Regions from separate parts of the Sus scrofa genome. Here all the other regions are linked to region 3. A link is a contact called in public Hi-C and HiChIP or PLAC-seq data. All regions are on one chromosome and are shown on one strand. Each heading gives the region's core, a stretch centred on a gene start, on an enhancer-like site or on the middle of the called end of the contact. The rest is flanking DNA. Distances are from core to core; before and after follow the strand shown. Region 1 overlaps EIF4H (eukaryotic translation initiation factor 4H). Region 2 overlaps CLIP2 (CAP-Gly domain-containing linker protein 2). Region 3 holds the start of CLIP2 (CAP-Gly domain-containing linker protein 2).

The links. Hi-C and Micro-C count contacts between places; a contact is called where the count stands out from the background. HiChIP or PLAC-seq counts read pairs in DNA pulled down with a chosen protein or histone mark.
Region 1: a contact with region 3 is called in an H3K27ac HiChIP or PLAC-seq map of alveolar macrophages. The contact joins the enhancer-like site here to the promoter of CLIP2 in region 3. A contact is called at or near these places in 1 of 5 promoter capture datasets (liver), 3 of 47 Hi-C or Micro-C datasets (blood, embryonic fibroblasts and heart right ventricle) and 2 of 2 datasets of contacts at active chromatin or transcription factors (alveolar macrophages and skeletal muscle).
Region 2: a contact with region 3 is called in a Hi-C map of alveolar macrophages, with 1.9 times the contacts expected there. The contact joins the enhancer-like site here to the promoter of CLIP2 in region 3. A contact is called at or near these places in 1 of 5 promoter capture datasets (liver) and 6 of 47 Hi-C or Micro-C datasets (alveolar macrophages, brain, embryonic fibroblasts and 3 more).

What each region holds. Positions count from the first base shown.
Region 1 is chr3:11,336,747-11,340,095 of Sscrofa11.1, reverse strand. It overlaps EIF4H (eukaryotic translation initiation factor 4H), which reads right to left. Exons shown (of 6, transcript NM_001243448.1): 2 at 2,287-2,474. Among named protein-coding and RNA genes, the nearest start is that of LAT2, 15 kb to the left of the region's middle. Within about 2 kb of position 1,780, at least 1 of the 83 cell types and tissues checked has an H3K27ac peak or open chromatin away from gene starts, as enhancers often do. A contact at or near this core is called in alveolar macrophages, where this site is marked.
Region 2 is chr3:11,496,749-11,499,762 of Sscrofa11.1, reverse strand. CLIP2 (CAP-Gly domain-containing linker protein 2) reads right to left here. Exons shown (of 16, transcript XM_021086342.1): 13 at 2,151-2,310; 14 at 273-464. Among named protein-coding and RNA genes, the nearest start is that of GTF2IRD1, 40 kb to the left of the region's middle. Within about 2 kb of position 1,387, at least 7 of the 83 cell types and tissues checked have an H3K27ac peak or open chromatin away from gene starts, as enhancers often do. A contact at or near this core is called in alveolar macrophages, where this site is marked.
Region 3 is chr3:11,418,093-11,421,437 of Sscrofa11.1, reverse strand. CLIP2 (CAP-Gly domain-containing linker protein 2) reads right to left here and starts at 1,992. Exons shown (of 16, transcript XM_021086342.1): 1 at 1,685-1,992.

The DNA of each region.
Region 1 (3,349 bases), core at 531-3,030, 81 kb after region 3:
GTTCTGTCCAGATGGCAGTAGACTGAAGAACCTAAAAGAGCATATTTCACTTTTCAATAAACAGAACTTGACTAATATCCCCCCCAACCCTTTTTTTTTTTTGCTTTTTAGGGCTGCACCCGCCGCATATGGAGGTTCTCAGGCTAGGGGCTGAATCAGATCTGTGGCTGCCGGCCTACATCACAGCCACAGCAATGCCAGATCCCACTGAGCAAGGCCAGAGATCGAACCGGCAACCTCATGGTTCCCAGTCAGATTCTTTTCTGTTTCGCCACGATGGTTAATTCCCCTCTTAATTATATTCCTTTTTGCCCCTTTTTATTATGTTCTAGCAGAAACTGCTAATCAAGTAGGCACTGAAATGGCAGCTGTGTCTTTATACTAATGAATTAAATATAACAGGTCTTCAGTGACCTGCCTTCCTTGGGTCACTGAAGAGCTGTTAGTTCTGACTCTGAATGACTTCAATATAACCCAAGAGGGGCTTTAAGACACAGACTGCAAATTCGATACCAAACATGCTTTGAAGGAAAAGGCTAAATCTACCTATACTCACTACTCAGGGAGCTGCATAAAAAAACATATACCCTTGGCAACAAGTGCATCTTCCTTGGGATGCCAATTAATTAAGGAGAGCGGACGGAGATGCAAGCATGCTTTACGGACAACCTGAGTCCCTGATGCTAGATTCTGACAGAGGCCTGTAAGCAGAGAACTCCAGACAGAGGAAACCCCGCCCTCTTTCTCACCTTGAAGGAATAAGCCTTTCCTTCTACCTTCAGCATTCGTGTCCATGCCCCTTCCTTGCCATCTGGGTCAAACACTCCCTCTGCCCCGTATGCTCACTGCACCTCTATTACCACCCCTCCCCATGCTGTATGATGATGACACTTCACCTTCAAAGCCCATTAAACTGCAAGTGCTTCAAAAGCCTGAGGCCAAACTTTTTTGTTCACCATGTGCTTATGTAAAGAATATACTGCATAGGAGTTCCCGTCATGGCGCAGTGGAAAAGAATCCCGCTAGGAACCATAAGGTTGTGAGTTCGATCCCAGCCCTCGCTCAGTGGGTTAAGGATCCAGCATTGCTGTAAGCTGTACGGTAGGCCAGCAGGTACAGCTCCGATTTGACCCCTAGCTCGGGAACCTCCATATGCCATGGCTGTGGCCCTGAAAAGCAAAAAAAAAAAAAAAAAAAAAAAAAAAAAAAAAAAAAAAAAGGAATATACTACTTAGGTGGAGCTCCCCTCTCCCCATCAAGCCAATTCCCCTCAGTGGATTCATTCACTGTTCAGGGAAGTGAGAAAACCACTTCCAAGTTCAAAGAGGCAACACCAGCCTAGTCACACATCTCACATCCTGGAGCTACTGAAACTACCTCTGCCCTTCTATGAGACAAACTCTAAAACCTGCTGCTACCGACCCAACCCAAAAGGCAGCTTCACCCACACATTTTTACCTTACAATTGGTTCTTAAGGCTTCCCAGCAGTGGGACTTACCTTTACCAGCTTTACTGATGTTTGTTTCCACTGTCTGCTCACTTACTATAACAAGGCCTTCTTTAGGTTCTTAAGTCAGAAAGCTTTCAAAATGACAAAAATATATACAGAGCCACTCTGATGAGCAGCAGCTATGCTTCTTGTACACCCCAGTCCCTCTACTTTTCATGAACACACTTCTTTCTGGGTAATAAAGCAAACCAAATGCCCTGTATCTTGCACCACACACTGAAATACAGGGCATTTTGGTTCCGGAAGCCTTGCAAGCGATGACAATGCCCATGTGATTCCTCATTCTCACCCCTTCTCTACCCGTGATTAACCTGCAGTTTGAGTCAACCCCTCCCCACACGCAGGCTCTGAAGTCACAAGTGTATAATGACAACGTGCACTAGGTTCCCTTTTGGACTCCATAATAAACTAGATTATGGGAACACCACCAAGGAAAATGCATGTGTCAGCCAAGGTGCGATGCACCTGAAAAGTCCTGGGTTTTAACCATTCATTTATTGTGCAGTAACTCCTTTTCTGGCAGAGACAGGCTACTATATAGGCCAGGCAAACTCCAGATTTACTTGGCTATAGGCTACCTAATTCTACAAGCTAGATTATGTATAAACCATGTCCCCTCCACCCGCAACAGAACTGAAGACCTATGAGTTAAAGGGCTAGCTTATTTTATCTGCCTGGATCAGGCAAATGTTTGAAACACTTTCACAATTACAGCCTCTTGGTTTAGACCCTTCCCTGCCTAAAATAGTGCACAGTAAAAAATCCCCAAACTCACCTTTAAATTTGTCTGTGTCTTTGTCTCTGACTAGCCGTACACTCCTTATGCTGAGATCCTTAAAGATAGCATCTATGTCGCCCTGAACCGTATTAAAAGGTAGATTTCCTACATAGGCTGTGTAGGGGGGCTCTGTGGGCAGCTCCTTCTGGCTACGGGAACCATGGCCACCAGCACTGCCACGGGACCTAGGAGGGAAACAGACAGGATTCAAGTCTGACCACCTGTTCCTGCCCCAGAGGGCCAAGGAAAACATCTCCCACTCAGCCACACCACCCAGGTGAAATAGTCCTATCTAATGCATACAACTACTTCCGAAATGATGACGTGTATTCCAAAAAAATCACCTATGAAAAAGGTGCTTACTTGTGGATGACAGAAATGTCCACAGAAACACAGAATCTATGTCGACATACATTTCCCTGAAAAATCAAATCCAAATATAACATCCTCCTGTAATGGTTCTCTCCTATCCTTGTAGGAGGAGAGAAGTTCAGCCAGTGCCCTCCCTCATACTCAGTGCTGACACACACAGAAACAGACTGTCCACTTACTGCCCTGAAGCTGAAGTTTGACACATTCATAATACAACTGTCTTGCTACGGTCTGATTAGAGATGCTATGCTCTAACAGAAATGTTATTAGCAGAGTTCTCGGGGTGGCTCAGCGGCTAACGAATCTGACTAGGAACCATGAGGTTGAGGGTTCGATCCCTGGCCTTGCTCAGTGGGTTAACGATCCGGCGTTGCCGTGAGCTGTGGTGTAGGTTGCAGATGCGGCTCGGATCCCACGTTGCTGTGGCTCTGGCGTAGGCTGGTGGCTACGGCTCCAATTCGACCCCTAGCCTGGCAACCTCCATACACCACGGGAGCGGCCCTAGAAAAGCCAAAAAAGCCAAAAAAAAAAAAAAAAAAGTTATTAGCGTTTGTGGAGCAAGTACCGTGTAAATACCACTCTCCACTCCATGTACTGCCTCCCTGACGCTTCAATTTTATTTTATCTTATATTTATTTATTTATTTTTCTGGTCTTTCTGCCACTTCTTGGGCCGCTCAGGCGGCACA
Region 2 (3,014 bases), core at 138-2,637, 79 kb before region 3:
GCAAGACGCTGCGTGAGGTTCACCGGGCAGCATTTCCTGGTTCGTCCACTAGATGGCGGGGTCTTCCCGACGGGACCATCTCTGGCTCCAAACCGAGCAGAGCGCTTCAGAATGGGGGTCCCCAGACCCCAGAAAACCTAGGCTCTCTGGGCGAAGCCGCATCTCTGCCCTTGGTCTGAGCTCCTCAGGATAAAGCCATGCACCCCTTCGGCTGAGACTCCTGGGGGCAGGGCTGGGTCTCTCCCCGCGGACCTGGGTGAGATGCAGCTCACCTGGGGCTTGTCGGGGCAGCTCCTCATGGCCTCCACGAGCCTCTCCACCTGCTGAGCCTGGTCCAGCGCGTTGCGCAGCGCATCCTCCGTGCTCATGAGCTGGTGCTGCAGCCGCAGGACCTCAGGCGCCGAGGATGAGGACGGGTCAATAAGGGAGTAGCGCCTCTGATCCGACAGGGACTTCTCTTTGTCCTGGACGCGGCAGGGGAGGGGAAGAGCGTGCACGTGCACATGTATGCGTGTACGCGTGTGCGTGCGCGCACATGTTCGCGTTGCCAGAGCGCAGACTCTCCTGTAGGCAGGGAACTCCTCTGTCCCATCTCATCTCTGGCCAGGCCTGAGCATCACCAGGGCCCGCGGGCCTCCCTCCCTCACCTGAGGGTCCTCGATGAAGCATCTTCCTTGCCCCCCTGCCCTGAATTCCCAGCTTCCATCAGATGCTTCACATTCTCCGTGTCCTGAAACCTCTCTTTCCTTCTTGCATTCCCTCCCTGCCCCCCACTCCCTCCATGCTGTCTCATGGGAGTCCCTCCTCTTCCCCACTAGACCCAGAGCCTAATTCCCTGAACCCTTCCTCCACCCACAGGACACCTGTTACCTTCCCTTCCAGGGGTGCCACAGCTGACCCCGCCACCATGCTACCCAGAGATGCACTGCCTCCTGGCTCACCAGCCTCCTCGCTCTGGCACAAACCCTCCCTGAACTGCCTCCCTTAGGCTGATGCTTCCAGGTCCTTCTGCTCTGCTCTGACCCTCTACCCAACCCGCCCTCTCTGTCCAAACCTTCCTCACTTCAGGAGGTTTCTTACTACCAAGCCCATCCCTGGTTCTCCGTGGTGCTGGGGACAGTTCACCAGGGACATGGGACAGGCCGCCCTGGGGGAAGGGGCAGCCAGTCACACGTAAACTCGACCGGCTTGTGGCCCATGGAGACAGACAGCCAGGGCAGCTCTGCCCCTTCCACATGGTTCTGGGGAAGCCTCGGAATCAGGACTCCCAAATCCCCACAGCCCCAGGCTTCCGAGTTACACCCAGATTCACAGCACCATGAGGCCCACAGAGGGTTCTGTATTCACCCCCGCCCCCTGGTGGCCAGACCTGGAAGGTCACAGCGCATCCGGACCCGTGGTCCCCAGGATCTGGGAGCAGCAGAGTGACGCCCCTTCTCCCTTAACCTTGCCAGTGCAAGCCTGCTCCCACGGCTGCAGGCAGGTCTTGTGTCCCCTCCTGCCCGGGAGGCCTCTCTTCTCCTTCCATCTCCTCCTGTGTGGCTGGACCCACGTTGCTGGGCGGGAGGGCAGTGAGGAGCTTCGGAGCAGCTTCTCCTGACAGCAGGCCTGTCCTTCCGGACCCTATCCTGTCCACACCCTGGAGTTGGCCAGGCCCAGGAACTGGCCACAGGCTTATCCTGAACACTGACCACGGGGATGGTTTCATCCTGTGCAACCAGTACCACTCACCTACCCCGGCCCTACCTCTGAGAACTCCACTCAGTCAGGCCCCTGTTCCTCTCTCCTTCCAGAGACTGATGCATGAATCATCATTACTGGTTGATTACTTCCCTGGACGGCAAGCTCACCATCTGACGGAAGCTGGTGCTGCCTCTGGACTGGCCAGATTCTTAGGAAGTCTTCCTTTGCATTGCATCACCCAGACGGCCCCACAGCCAGCCATGATGTCTGTAAAAGGGCCACCATGGCCCCCCAATAGCCATGTCACTGACTCTGCCTGCAGTTCTAGAGGACTATGAACCCTCACTGTGACTTGGCTGTCCCTGGGGTGGCTCCAGGAGGTCACCAGCCTCCATGGCCTGACAGCAGGTAGCCCTGGCCCCGTTCCAGCGTTCCATCATTCTCAGGCCGCCCCCTTCTCCACGTACCAGCCCGGTCAGCTTTTCCCGCAGGCCCCGGATGTCATCCTTGAGTTTCTGCTCCTTGATCCGCCACTCGGCCTTATGGACCTCACGGCTCAGATCCCTTTCAGGCCCCGGGGAGTGGCGATTGGCCTCCAGCAGCAACACCCGCAATTCATTCAGGCTCCTGGAGGAGGGTGGGGGTACACAGAACAGCTGCAGTCAGCCTGGGCCCCTCTGTTCCCATGCCCCACAAGGTGCCAAGTGCCCACAGACTAGCTACCCCAAGGGACAGCGCTTCTCAGCATCTGTGCCAGGAGGGGCCAGAGAAGAAACGTGAGGCCTGGAACCATCTGATCACAGGGGGCAGGGTTCAGGGACGGGACAGTCAAGAGAACTTAGCCTTTCTCAGAATGGTTTTGAAGTTTTTTTGGTTTTGGTCACATGAGCAGCATGGGGAAGTCCCCTGGCCAGGGATCAAACCTGTGCCACAAAAGTAACCAGAGCCACAGCAGGGACAATGTCAGATCCTTAAGCTGCTGAGCCACCAGGGAACGCCTGAGTTTTTTTTTTTTTTTAAAGAGAATATATTTGTTTAATTAAAAATTAAATAATACAGGAGTTCCTGCTGTGGCACAGTGGGTTAAGGATCTGGCACTGTCCCTGCAGTGGCTCGGTCTGCTGCTGAGGCACAGGTTCAATCCTTGCTTGGTGCAGGGGGTTAAGGATCTGGCATTGCCACAGCTGTTGGGTAGGTCAGCAGCTGGGGCCTGGATTCGATCCCTGGCCTGGAAACTTCCATATGTCTCAGGTGCCGCCAAAAAAAAAAAAAAAATATATATATATATATATATCAAATAATATAGAGGTAGAAATACAATGTTGTACATG
Region 3 (3,345 bases), core at 743-3,242:
GGTGCATCTGTGGGTGGGTTCCCCACTTGGGATTTCAGGCTCTGGGTACGGAATCCCAGTCACCTCCTTCTCAGCCTGCTGAGTGCACGTGGGGGCTTCCAGGTACGCAGTCCTGGGTGCTGCGGTTCCCACCAGGTGTCCACCAACTCCTCTCCATCCCATCCCCCTCCACCCGTCCAGAGCCTGTATCCCGACATCCCTCCCAGGCCAGGTGCTACAGGTGCCAATGCATCCTGGGCTCGTGGAGACGGGCATCTAAGGGGCCCCACCTGGGAAAGCAGGAGGGACAGAACAATCCCTTCCCTGAATGGAGTCTCCCCACCTTAAACTCCATGCCCCAGGCACCCAAGTCCTTTGCTGCTCCTCTAACCCACCAGCCACCAGGGCTCCTGCCTCCTAATCCTTGCCCAGACTATTTCCACTCCCTAGAGCCCCCTCTGGCATCCTGGCAGCAAACTTTTAACACGGGGCTCTATCAAGCCTCTTGCTCCACCCCTTCCTCCAGGTGCCCCTCCTCTGCTCCCAGCTCCCCCATCACTGCTCTCATCAGAGGCTGCTGGGCTGTGTAACCTGCCAGCCCCTGGCAGTGCTGGGCCAGGTGAAAGCAGCTGGATGAATGAAGGGCTCATTGTTTACATTACAACTGGTGGGGAGTCTTGCCCCACGTGGTACTCCCTGCACCCTCCTCCTCCTCTGCCCGCGGCCCTAGGCTACCGCCACCCCACTCGTCGCTGGGGCATCTTACAGGGGTGAGGGCAGCCCCCTCACCTCGGACCCCCATTTTTCATCCGGAAGAGAAAGGTGGCATCTCAGAGGTTGGAGGATTCGCAGCTGGGTGTGTGACTCCCCCCAACCAAAATGTCCCTTTTGCCCATCCTTCCCAGGGTGGCTCTGGAGCTTGCGTGGCAGTGCCCAGTGGGCATCCGCCCTGCCCAAGCCCCGCCTGAAGGACCCAAACAACGGGCGGGCCCTGGAGGCCAAGTGAAGCATCCTCCGCGCGCGCGGCCACGGCCCCTCCCTGTGGGGAGGGCAGAAAATGTGCTGCCTCACCAGCCACGAGCGCCAGCTTTGGGGGGGGCCACCCCTGCGGGAAGCCGCCCCATCCCAGTCCCCCCTTAGCTCCTTCTGCCAGGCACTTTAACCAAGTTTCGCAAAGGGCATCGGTCAGGCGGCCAGGCGACCCCAACCGGCGGGGCGGGGGCTTCGTGTCGCCCCAGACCCCTCTGGAGAAGGGCACCGAGTGGCCGCGCCCACTGGGATCGGCTCTCCCACGCCTGGGAACCCAGAGCCGTATGGCACGTTCAGCCACCCGGCGCTGCCCTTGGGAGAGGGGAGCCAGGTGAAAGCAACCCCTCAGCATTTGCGCCGAACCCCCGCTGGGGGCACAGAGCGTGCGGGTGATGCCTTCACCGAGGGGACCAGCAGCCAGAGAAGGGTTCCCCAACGCCAGCAACGCCCCCTCCTCGCCTGCAGGCGACAGGGAAGTTGGGGGTGCACCCTAGGACCAGCTCCCGCTCACGCCCACCCACCGCCCCCGACCCTTCGGCCTCTCCCACGCCCCGACAACGCCTCCGGGCCGGCCACCCCGCTTCGGACCAGGCCCGGGCTGCCACCGCCTCCCCATCCTCCGGTCCTTTGTTGCCCGGCGAGCCCCCTCCCTCGGGGTCCCTCCGGCTGCTCCTACCTTCGCCCCTCGAGCATCAGGCTGAGCAGTGGGCGGCCGGGCGCCCGGCCCTCTCCTCTCCCGGCCCGGGTGCCGCGGGGGCAGAGGATGCTGCGGCCCCTCCCGGCGCGCCGCTGCCCACCGGCTGCAGCCCCTCCTGGCGCCGAAGACTCCGCGTTCGCGCGGCGGGCCCCGGCCTCGCGCCGCGTGTGGGGCGGGCCGAGCGGCGGCGGCGGCGGAAAGGCGGGAGGCGCTGACCCAGGCAGCCCCGGACGCCGCCTGCGCTCCCCGCGACAGAGCCGAGCGGAGCTGAGCGGGAGCGGAGCGAGCGGCCCGGCTCCGGGAGGGAACAAAAGGGGCCGGCGCTGGGGCGGGCGCGGGAGGGCGGGGCCTGGCGCGGCGGGGGTCAGGCGAGCGATCGCGCGGCCTCGCGTTTCTCGGGCCGCGGCGCGGCGCCGCAAGGGGGCGGGCGGGCGGAAAACGCCGCCGAGGCTGGTCCACCGCTCCTAGCGGCGGGCGGTCAACCGCGCGGCGCCCGAAGCGCGCCAGCCCCCACCTCGGCGCTGGGCACCTATTGGGGCTTCAGTCGTGTTTAGCGAAAACACATCCTCCAGCCTTGCTCTGCTCACAGGGGTGTCTCAGACCAGGGGAGGCGGAAGCTCTGGAAGCTGCGGAGAGGGAGGAGAGGTTCCTGGAGTTTCCGGGAAGGCTTCACAGGGGAGGTGACGTTTGAACTGGACAGGAAGGGATGAGGAGGGAACAGCGTCGCTGCGGTGCGAACTCCAGGTCTTCCTGAGCTGTCCGGAGGCCAGAAAGGGTGGGGACGAATGGCACCAGTGTCTTGGTGATTTGCTCCGGACACGTGTTTGGAAAAAGTGGTACCCGGGATCCAGACTGAAGCCTGTACCCTCCTCCCCGGGCAGAAGCTGTCTCCAGCGATTTGGGAAGATTGACACAGCCATCCGCCTGCCCGCCCTGGACAGCTCAGGGGCAGAGACGAAGCGGCAGCCCAGGAATGGGAAGGAACTGAATCCCAGCACCCAATGTGCCTGGCTGTGTTTGGCGGCTGTGCCTTTGTTCTCCCCCTCCCCCTGGCTAAGCTAACCTCAGTTCCTTTCCCCTAGATGGTTCCCCCCTTTCTCTTTTGACAAATCATCCTTCCCCTTCAAAGCCCATCTCAATTTCACCTCCATCCCCCGTGAGCATGGGCCTGTGGGTGTGGTGGGGGAGGCCCGGGCTGTACACCAACTGTTGTTTTTATGCCCTTAAGGCACCCAGCCCAAGTGCCTGGCCCAGGGTCGACACTTGTTGAATGGATGAATTTGCTAAATTGCCACCAACCAGCCCTCTACAACCCTGGTATCCAGAACCTTTGAGAAATGAGCTAACCTCTTGGAACTCAGTTTCCCCAAGGATAAAGTGGGGATGGTGCCTCCAACAAACAGGTCATGGGATTGATGACAGAGGCTGGGCACTGGACCAGCCCTAAGGAGGCCCCCGGTGAGTGCGGGGAGCCAGACCTGGAGACCAAGGCGGGAGGAGGGTGAGGAGTGAGCCCAGCGGAGGGCGGGCTTCGGGAGGAGGGGTCGATGGGATGGGAAAGGAGCGGGAGGGCTGTGTTCGGGAAACCGGAGGTGAATTGTTCCAGGCCTCCGGGATGCAAGGTCTTGCTACTAAGAAAT